3 separate regions of the Mus musculus genome follow, and regions 1 and 2 are each linked to region 3. Evidence: chromatin contacts called from public HiChIP or PLAC-seq and promoter capture Hi-C data. All regions are on one chromosome and are shown on one strand. Each heading gives the region's core, a stretch centred on a gene start, on an enhancer-like site or on the middle of the called end of the contact. The rest is flanking DNA. Distances are from core to core; before and after follow the strand shown. Region 1 holds the start of Tysnd1 (trypsin domain containing 1). Region 2 holds the start of Pcbd1 (pterin 4 alpha carbinolamine dehydratase/dimerization cofactor of hepatocyte nuclear factor 1 alpha (TCF1) 1). Region 3 holds the start of Pald1 (phosphatase domain containing, paladin 1).

The links. Promoter capture Hi-C pulls out the DNA fragments that hold promoters and counts their contacts. HiChIP or PLAC-seq counts read pairs in DNA pulled down with a chosen protein or histone mark.
Region 1: an H3K4me3 HiChIP or PLAC-seq map of embryonic stem cells shows a contact between it and region 3, with 11 read pairs. The contact joins the promoter of Tysnd1 here to the promoter of Pald1 in region 3. A contact is called at or near these places in 4 of 115 datasets of contacts at active chromatin or transcription factors (embryonic stem cells, forebrain, memory CD8 T cells and 1 more).
Region 2: a contact with region 3 is called in a promoter capture Hi-C map of liver, with 2.7 times the contacts expected there. The contact joins the promoter of Pcbd1 here to the promoter of Pald1 in region 3. A contact is called at or near these places in 1 of 39 promoter capture datasets (liver) and 1 of 9 other capture datasets (liver).

The regions. Positions count from the first base shown.
Region 1 is chr10:61,694,080-61,696,779 of GRCm38.p6, forward strand. Tysnd1 (trypsin domain containing 1) reads left to right here and starts at 1,435. Exons shown (of 4, transcript NM_027912.1): 1 at 1,435-2,663. The coding sequence starts at 1,492.
Region 2 is chr10:61,087,890-61,090,589 of GRCm38.p6, forward strand. Pcbd1 (pterin 4 alpha carbinolamine dehydratase/dimerization cofactor of hepatocyte nuclear factor 1 alpha (TCF1) 1) reads left to right here and starts at 1,442. Exons shown (of 4, transcript NM_025273.4): 1 at 1,442-1,527. The coding sequence starts at 1,525.
Region 3 is chr10:61,382,257-61,384,956 of GRCm38.p6, forward strand. Pald1 (phosphatase domain containing, paladin 1) reads right to left here and starts at 1,267. Exons shown (of 20, transcript NM_013753.2): 1 at 1,036-1,267.

The DNA of each region.
Region 1 (2,700 bases), core at 185-2,684, 310 kb after region 3:
GTGTTAACTCCATTCCCAGAAGTCTCACTGAACATTAATACATCCTCTAATCCCAGCACTCTAGAGGCAGAGGCAGGCCGATTTCTGAGCCAGCCTGGTCTAGAGTGATTTCCAGGACTGCCAGGGCTACACAGAGAAACCCTGTCTCGAAAAACCAAGCCAAACCAAACCAAAAACCATTAATATACTTTAGAGAGATTCATGAAGTCTCTCCAAACATACCTGTTCATGCCCACCTGTCCTTGGAAAGTGAGGAACTTTTTAATACTATATTTTATGTGTACGTGTTTGCCTGCCTGAGTCATGAGTTCAGGGGACAGCAGATGCCAGACGAGAGTATTGAATATCCTGGAATTATAATTACAAGCAACTGTAAGGTACCATGTGGGTGCTGGGAACCAAACTAAGGTCCATGCTTAGAGCTGTAAGTGCTTAGAGCTCTTAAGTGCTGAGCCCTCCTCTCCAGTCTTGATTTTTACACTTGTAAATGGTGGAGGAGATGAGCTGTTATGAAATTCGAATTACGAGACTGGGTTATATGCTGAATATTTGGAAGTGATGATTTTATAGCCCACAAAACCTGAACTAGTTCAGTCTGTACTTTCAAAGTATTTGCCCTGACCTAACATAAATCCGGAGTGGTGGTTAGACATGTCGTGTGAAAGGTTGTATAATACATGGTTAAATAACCCATGGGTAAAGTAAAACTGTAATCCCTGGACTCTAGGGAGGATGTAGGCAGAAGAACTGCCGAAGTTCGATGCCAGTGTGGGCCAAAAAGTGGCACCCTGTGCCACTTTCAAAACAATTTATGTATTTAGGAATTTTAGTAACTGTCCTAGGAGCAATTTTGTGAGTCGCATGCCCCCTAGTGGATTGTTGTAGGATTTACAAAATTTTTTAAGTAGATCGGGGTTTGGTGGCTTGGGAGGTAGAAACTGGTAGATCCCGAGTTCGAGGCCATCCTAGTCTGCAGCTCGAGTTCCTGCACCAAGCAGAGAAACCCTATCTCGAAAATCCAGAATAAACACATGTATGTATGAATGTACGTACTGAATCAACCAAGGGTTCCCTTGGCCCATATTGTTCCACTGTCAAGAGACGGAGGTTGCTTACATCCGTGCAGTGGCTGTAGGGTACAGTTAGATGCCGGTCAAGTACGAGATTCGACTGGGGAGTGTCGCCCTTGTCGGTTTCCCTGTGACGCTTCACGTCTGTGTCTCAGGAGGTTTCTTTTCACCTCTTCCCCCGCCCCTCCACCCCGCCACCCCAAACCCAAGGATTCCTAGGCTGGCTAAATTAAGAGGGCGGGGAAAGGAGGATTAGCAAACGAGGAGTAGCATCAATAGCCAATCAGGACTCGGCGCTGTGCCCAACCAATAAGAGCGGTCGCTTGAGGTTTAGCCAATCGGGCTCGGCAAGGAGGCCTGAGTCAGAGTTTGCGCCAGTCGCCCTGTGGTGACAGCCGTTGTGCGACGTCTTGGGGAAGCCATGGGGCGGCAATGGGGACCCTCTATGAGAGTGGCGGAGCAGGCGGGCTGCGTGGTGAGCGCCTCGCGGGCCGGACAGCCTGACGCGGGCTCGTGGAGCTGCAGCGGGGTGATTCTGAGCCGTAACCCAGGCCTAGTGCTGTGCCACGGAGGCATCTTTACCCCCTTCCTGCGGACGGGCAGCGCGGCGCTGACCCAGACGGGCACCGCCTTCCTGCCGGGCGACAGTTGCAGCGATGACCTACGTCTCCACGTGCAGTGGGGACCCACGGCTGCCAGCCCTGCCGGTCGCGCGGATCAGGAACTCCCGGGGCTGTGCACGCCTCAGTGCGCAAGCCTGGGCCTCGAACCCGGCGCCCCGAGCCGGGCCCGCGCGCGGCCTCTGCAGCCCCCGCGACCAGCGCAGCTGCTGTTGCTGCTCAGCTGCCCGGCCTTCCGCTCGCATTTCGCTCGGCTCTTCGGGGCCGATGCGGTCGATCAATGGCACTTCGTAAGCTCGGCGCCCGACGATGCGGTTTCGGAGGAGGAAGAGGAGGACCAGCTGCGCGCGCTCGGCTGGTTCGCCCTGCTGCGGGTGCAGCGGGGCGCGGCGGCGGAGGAGAGGCGCGGACCGGTGGTGACCGTGGCACCGCTCGGGGCCGTGGTCAAGGGCGCACCGCTGTTGGCTTGTGGCTCTCCGTTCGGTGCCTTCTGCCCGGACATCTTCCTCAACACGCTGAGCCGCGGCGTGCTCAGCAACGCGGCCGGGCCGCTGCTGCTCACCGACGCGCGCTGCCTGCCGGGCACGGAAGGCGGCGGAGTGTTCGCCGCTCGACCTGCGGGTGCGCTGGTGGCTCTGGTGGCCGCGCCGCTCTGCTGGAAGGCCCGCGAGTGGGTGGGCCTCACGCTGCTGTGCGCCGCCGCCCCGCTGCTTCAGGTTGCCCGCTGGGCGCTCGCCCGTCTGCACCCCGGCTCCGCTTCCCTGTCTGTGCTGCTGCCGCCACCCGATGTGAGCACGCCACGGGGCCTGCCTCTGCGCGATCTCGGACCCCCGTGGGCGGCCGCGGCGGTGCTGGTGGAGTGTGGTACCGTGTGGGGCTCCGGAGTGGTCGTGGCGCCTCGCCTGGTGGTCACCTGTCGCCATGTGGCACCCCGGGAAGCAGCCAGGGTGTTGGTACACTCCGCTACACCCAAGTAAGACTCAGGACTGCCCGCCCTCACCAGGCCCCCA
Region 2 (2,700 bases), core at 192-2,691, 290 kb before region 3:
TAAATCTTTAAAAAAAAAAAAGAAAGAAAAGAATCAACTAATGGTACATAGAACATGAATGGACTTCAAAGGTAAGTATAAACTAAATGGTTTCAATGCATGGGGCCATGGGGATGTCTAGAAAATGCAACCTGCTTGCCAGCAATTGAAGAGCATTGGCTTAGGGGGAGCCCTGGAAGAGAGAGGCTATCTGGTGGCACAGGGAGAGGTGTTCCTAATCCTGCTGATGGATTCCTAAGAGAAGCACATGTCCCTCCATGTCACTGAAGTTATTAGGGTCAGAGCCTGGACCCTGGCAGTCCTAACAAGCAGGGCTCACCCACTACTCTCTATATGCCAACGAAAGAGACAAGTCACAGCAGAGGTGCTGTGGAGAGGGCTCAGAGCGCTTACTGCTCTCGCAGAGAATCTGAATTTGGCTCCAGTACCCATATGAGGCAGCTCACAACAACACCTAAGTGCAATTCCAGGGGATGCAATGTTCCCTTTTGGCCTCCATGGCATCTACATGCATACAGCACACAGTACACATAAATCCATGCACCCACACAAATGCGCACGCGCACACACACACACACACACACACACACACACACACACAAATAAATCTTAAAAATTAAAACAGTGATTAAAACAGCAAGCAAGGTGATTTACTCAATACAGCTTTACTGGGAAGAGAAATGAAGGGGTCCATGAGCCTCCAAGTCTGTCCACTGGGACCTAATCTACGGCTCAAGGTTAAACAGCGGGCAAGAGGAATACCTTACTAAACAAGGTGGCCTGGCAAATTGCCAGAATGGTGTGAAATCTTTCCAGTAGACAAGTTTCTTCTCTGGCTGGCACCAGACCTTAGTTTTTCCTTTTCATACCATGCCTTTCCTGGAAGAAATTCTGATTTCTTGGGTTCCATTGTTTCAATAGCCTGATAGCCCAAAGGAGGGATACGTTGAGTCCCTTTAGAATATCTTCTATTGGGCTGGAGAGATGGCTCAGTGGTTAAGAGCACTGGCTGCTCTTCCAGTGGTCTTGAGTTCAATTCCCAGTAACTACATGGTGGTTCACAACCATCTGTAATAGGATCTGATGCCCTCTTTTGGTGTGTCTGAAGACAGCTACAGTGTACTTATATATAATAAATAAATCTTTTTTAAAAAAGTCTTCTGTTCTGTTAAGATGGTTAAAACTGTGCACTTTATATATGTGCAGTCCAGTGTATGTGACATTTATCTGGGTGGCTTTTGTTGTCGTTGTTACTGTAACAATAGGTCAGGCAGTCTGGTGCCCAGAGTCCTCTGGCAGAGAGGGAGCAGAGGTACTGAGATGTCAAAGCTTTTGCCCTGGAGCCCATCACGCAGCCATGCTCACAGAGCACAGGGCATGGAAAGCATTGCAAGGGCGTGGAGCAAGGAGGACCCATGTTAATTATTACCCGCGGCCACCGGATCTCTGCCCCGCCCCCGCGGTGGCCTGCTGCTTGCCCGCTGCTCTCTCCCTCGCTGCCGCCACCTGCTTCCCGCACTGGACATGGTAAGCGCAGGAAGTCTGGTGGACCCTGAGAGGAGACCAGGAAGTGGGGGGCGGGGGGTGGTGTGGAGAGACGACTAGGGCTCCGATGCTGGGGGCGCGGGCCACGCTGAGCCTCCTGCAGCGCCATCCAGCCGGGCTAGAGTCGCCTGGCCTCCCTTGGGGGCGGTGGCGGTGGGCCTGGAAACCTAGCCTGTCCCAACTCCCAGGCCTAGTCTGCTGGCGGGGTGTGGCAGCAAGGCAAGTCTCCGTGGCGCTGCCTGGCCCTACAGGCTTGCCAGATTGGGGTGGGGGTGGGGGTGGTGTTCAGTTCTCTCTGCACCCAGTGCTGTCCCTGGCCTTAAGCCCCGCCCTAACACCTAGATAGGGTGCTGTGTCCCACCTTGGCGTGGTGGTGGGTCAGGATCTTAGGTAGGTCCCTAGGAAAGGAGCCCCTAGACCTCCCTGCAACCCTTACCAAATAGCGTGGTTCGGGTTCTCTGTACTCGATCAGGGATAGGAGGGTGTTTTGGCAGCTGAGGCCTGGGAAGAGTCATTGGGCCCAAAGACACCACAGGCTTGGATAATCAGTAATCGCTCAGCCCACACTAACAAGCTGACAGAGCTTCCCTAAGCAAATAAGGCCCTTACCCCTCTGACCTGAGTTCAGAGCATTGTCAGCCTGAAAGTTGGTTCTGGAAAATTCTAAAGAGTGGAGCCCTGTTGATACCTGGCTGCCTGGTTACAAGTGTCCCGCTTATCACCCACTGAAGGGTCAATGCTGGAAGTCCCCCACCCCCTTCATTAACCACAGAGCAGATCTCTGCACTGAGCTGGAGCCCCTTGTTTCTGAGAGCACACACACACTGGTGTTGGTTCTGTAGGCCCCACTGCTGGCCTGAGAACTGTCACAGATGTTCTTGTTCTAGGAAGTGTTGGTTTTTTGTTTTTTTTTTTTTTTTTAATGAAGCTGACTTTCACTTGATAACCTTGCTACTGAAGTATTTCCACTGGCATCTCTTGGTCTAAGGAGTGGGTCTCATCCCTTCACTCATGAAGCCAAAGGGCCATTTCGATACCCACCCCAGGGTATGGAAACGATGGGTGGCTTGCAGGACACAGTTCACCTTCCTCCTGCTCCCCAAGCCAAATTTGAGTCCTTGTCAGTTGAACACTGTATCCCTGGGTGATTCTCTT
Region 3 (2,700 bases), core at 17-2,516:
CAGCACCACCGCCGCACAAGGCGAGGTGCAAAGCGGTCCTGATTAGTAATGCTAATGAGGAGGGTGGGGTTGCCTGCACCAGGACATTTAAACACATCTATCAGCAAAGTCACAGGACACCCAGCGAGAGTACCCTCGCTGCGCCGGTGTTTTGCAATTCCCTTGAGGAACCTCCTGGCATTTTCTTCTAGGGCTACCAGCCCAGGGCTGGTATCAAACTCCCTATCAGAGAACTGGCCAAGTGTTTCTCTCTTGTCTTCCCTTGCAGGACAGAGCCACAACAGGACAGAGCCCTTCCAAGTCCTCCCACCTCCCACACTGTCTGTGCATGGCCCGGAGCCCACAGCCACAGGTGCTCTGTCACTGGCTGTGGGCAGACAAGGACCGGCCCATACTCTCTGGCTGGAAGACCAGAGATGCCTCAAGCTCACCCCGGGCCAGGCTTTTGTGGAGTCTGATTTACAAAACAAGGGCAGCTTGGCCACTACAAGGAACTGGGACAGTCAGTGTCCCAAACACTACCTTTCTATTAAGTCCATGTCTTTTGGGGGGAGGGGGGTGTCATGCTCAGGCACATGAATGTACTCACGCTCCACGCACACCCTCGCTCACACCAAGGAAACCCCACCTCAAAAGAGACCAAACCGAGCGGCGAATCAAAGCCAGTGCCTGCCAGGCCCCTCAGTTTGCTCCCTTGCCCCTGGGCCTCAAGGGTCCTGCAGATAAGTCTGGGGACCCCATGCCGGGGTCACAACGCGGCTATCTTTCCTAACTTCTTCGGAAGCCCAGCCCAGCTGGCCCGGAGGGCTCCCAGGCCAAGAAGTGCGGGTGTCGCCACTCCATGTTGTCCCTCACTCCGAGGGAAGCCAGAGTACAGGAGATGAGTCCGGGATCGACCTGCGCACAACCCGGGAGCAGCTCCAGCTTTGAGAAAGCATGGTGGCGCCGACCTGGGGCAGGCCTGGGTGGCTCGGACGCCTCCGCCCCAAACCGAGGGACCCCGATCCTCCCTCGGCGCGGCCCACGCGTGCTTACCTGGCAGCCGCAGCTCCGGGAGAGCGTCGCGCTATGCGGCCGGGGACTGCCGGCGCCGAGGCGGGCTTCGGGCACTACCCGCGCGGGCTCCAGATGACTCCGCCCACCCTCCCAGCCCATCCGGGGGCGGAGGCAGCTCCTGCTGTGTCCAGGCGGCGCAGACCCGGCCAGCCCGGGGCCACCGAGGCCAGGATCACCCCCAGAACCCCGCCTCGAGTCCGGATCCCCCCTCCCACGCCTGGGAGGGCGCGGTCACAGCTTCGGCCTCCGCCCACAAGGAGGGGGTGCGGACTTAAAGATACACTCACCCCACCACGGTCGGATAGGCACAACTCCCCTCCCCCCTCTTTCAATCCAGCCGGTTCCGGGCCAGCATCCTCCGTCTGCTCGCCCTACGCCTGGAGGAAAACCCTAGGGTAGAGGGAACCTGCGGGAGAAGCAAGTTCCTCTTTCCTTGTCTGGTCGGTTCCTTCTGGAAGATACCCAAGGCCGGCTTCCAATCTCCATGGCTGGAGAAAAATGCTTAGGCTGGTGGCGCCACACCCCCTCCCCTACTCCAGGGCCCCTGTTATGTCTGTAGCCCCGGGCTTCCCCTTTCTGCTTCTCCTGGACCCCAGAATCAGCATTTCTCCTGTGCCACTTGAGCTCCGTAGGGAAGGTCTGACGCCTCTCCGAATAGACGTCGAAGGATGAAGCCCTAAAAGAGCAGGTGGTCACCTTGACCGCTGGCTTAGGAAAATTGCAGCTCCCAGTCTTTGGAAGAAGAGCAGCCCCACTACCCCTACCCAACGCATCCAAGTGGTGGTGGGCTCTGGGGCTCTGGTACCTGACCCTTGACCTTGGATCACCCATGGGCACTTACTCACCCCTGCTTAGGTCTCAGGAAAGCCTCTTTGATGTATGGAATGAGGTCTCTCTCTGTCTCTCTCTCTGTCTCTGTCTCTCTCTGTCTCTCTCTCCCTACACTGAGGAATATTTCCTTCCTGCCTCTACCTGCCTTGGCCCCAGTCAGAGCTAGAGGGTCCTTGGCACGCTCTGCAGGGAGTTGTGACCAGGATGAAGACTTTGCAGGCCTGGCCTTTAGCCAAAATCAAGCTAGGGAACTTGAACTATGCAGAAGGAGGGCCTTGCAACCCTAAAAGGACTCATTAAGGGTGGTCTGGCCAGATACCCAGCATGTCTGCAGCGGTATCTCATCTGTGTAATCTTAGCAGGTACCTATGTACCTATCATTGTTCACACACACACATACACACACGGTCTCATATATCCCAAGTTGATTTTGTTCAATATTTAGTTAAAAATAACCTAGAAATTCTAAATCCTTCCTCCTGAATGCTGGGATTATAGGCACGGTCCCTCATTCTGGCTTATGCAGTGCTGGGTGTTGAAATCAAGTATTCTTGTGTATGCTGGGCATGCAAACACTCTAGCATATCCCTAGCCCTCGCTATTCCTATTTTAATACATGGGGAAACTGAGGCCCCAGGACTACCTGCCCTCTATGTCAGACTCCCTTCTGCCCATCCTAGGTGTGTGAGGAAGAAAGAGAAAGCCCAGAGGGTTGCTTAAGGACCATGGCCATCTTGGCTCCAGCCACACTTCACTCAGATTGGCCTACAGTTCCTTAACTGGGCTGTGTGACCCCCACCTTCTGCATCTTTG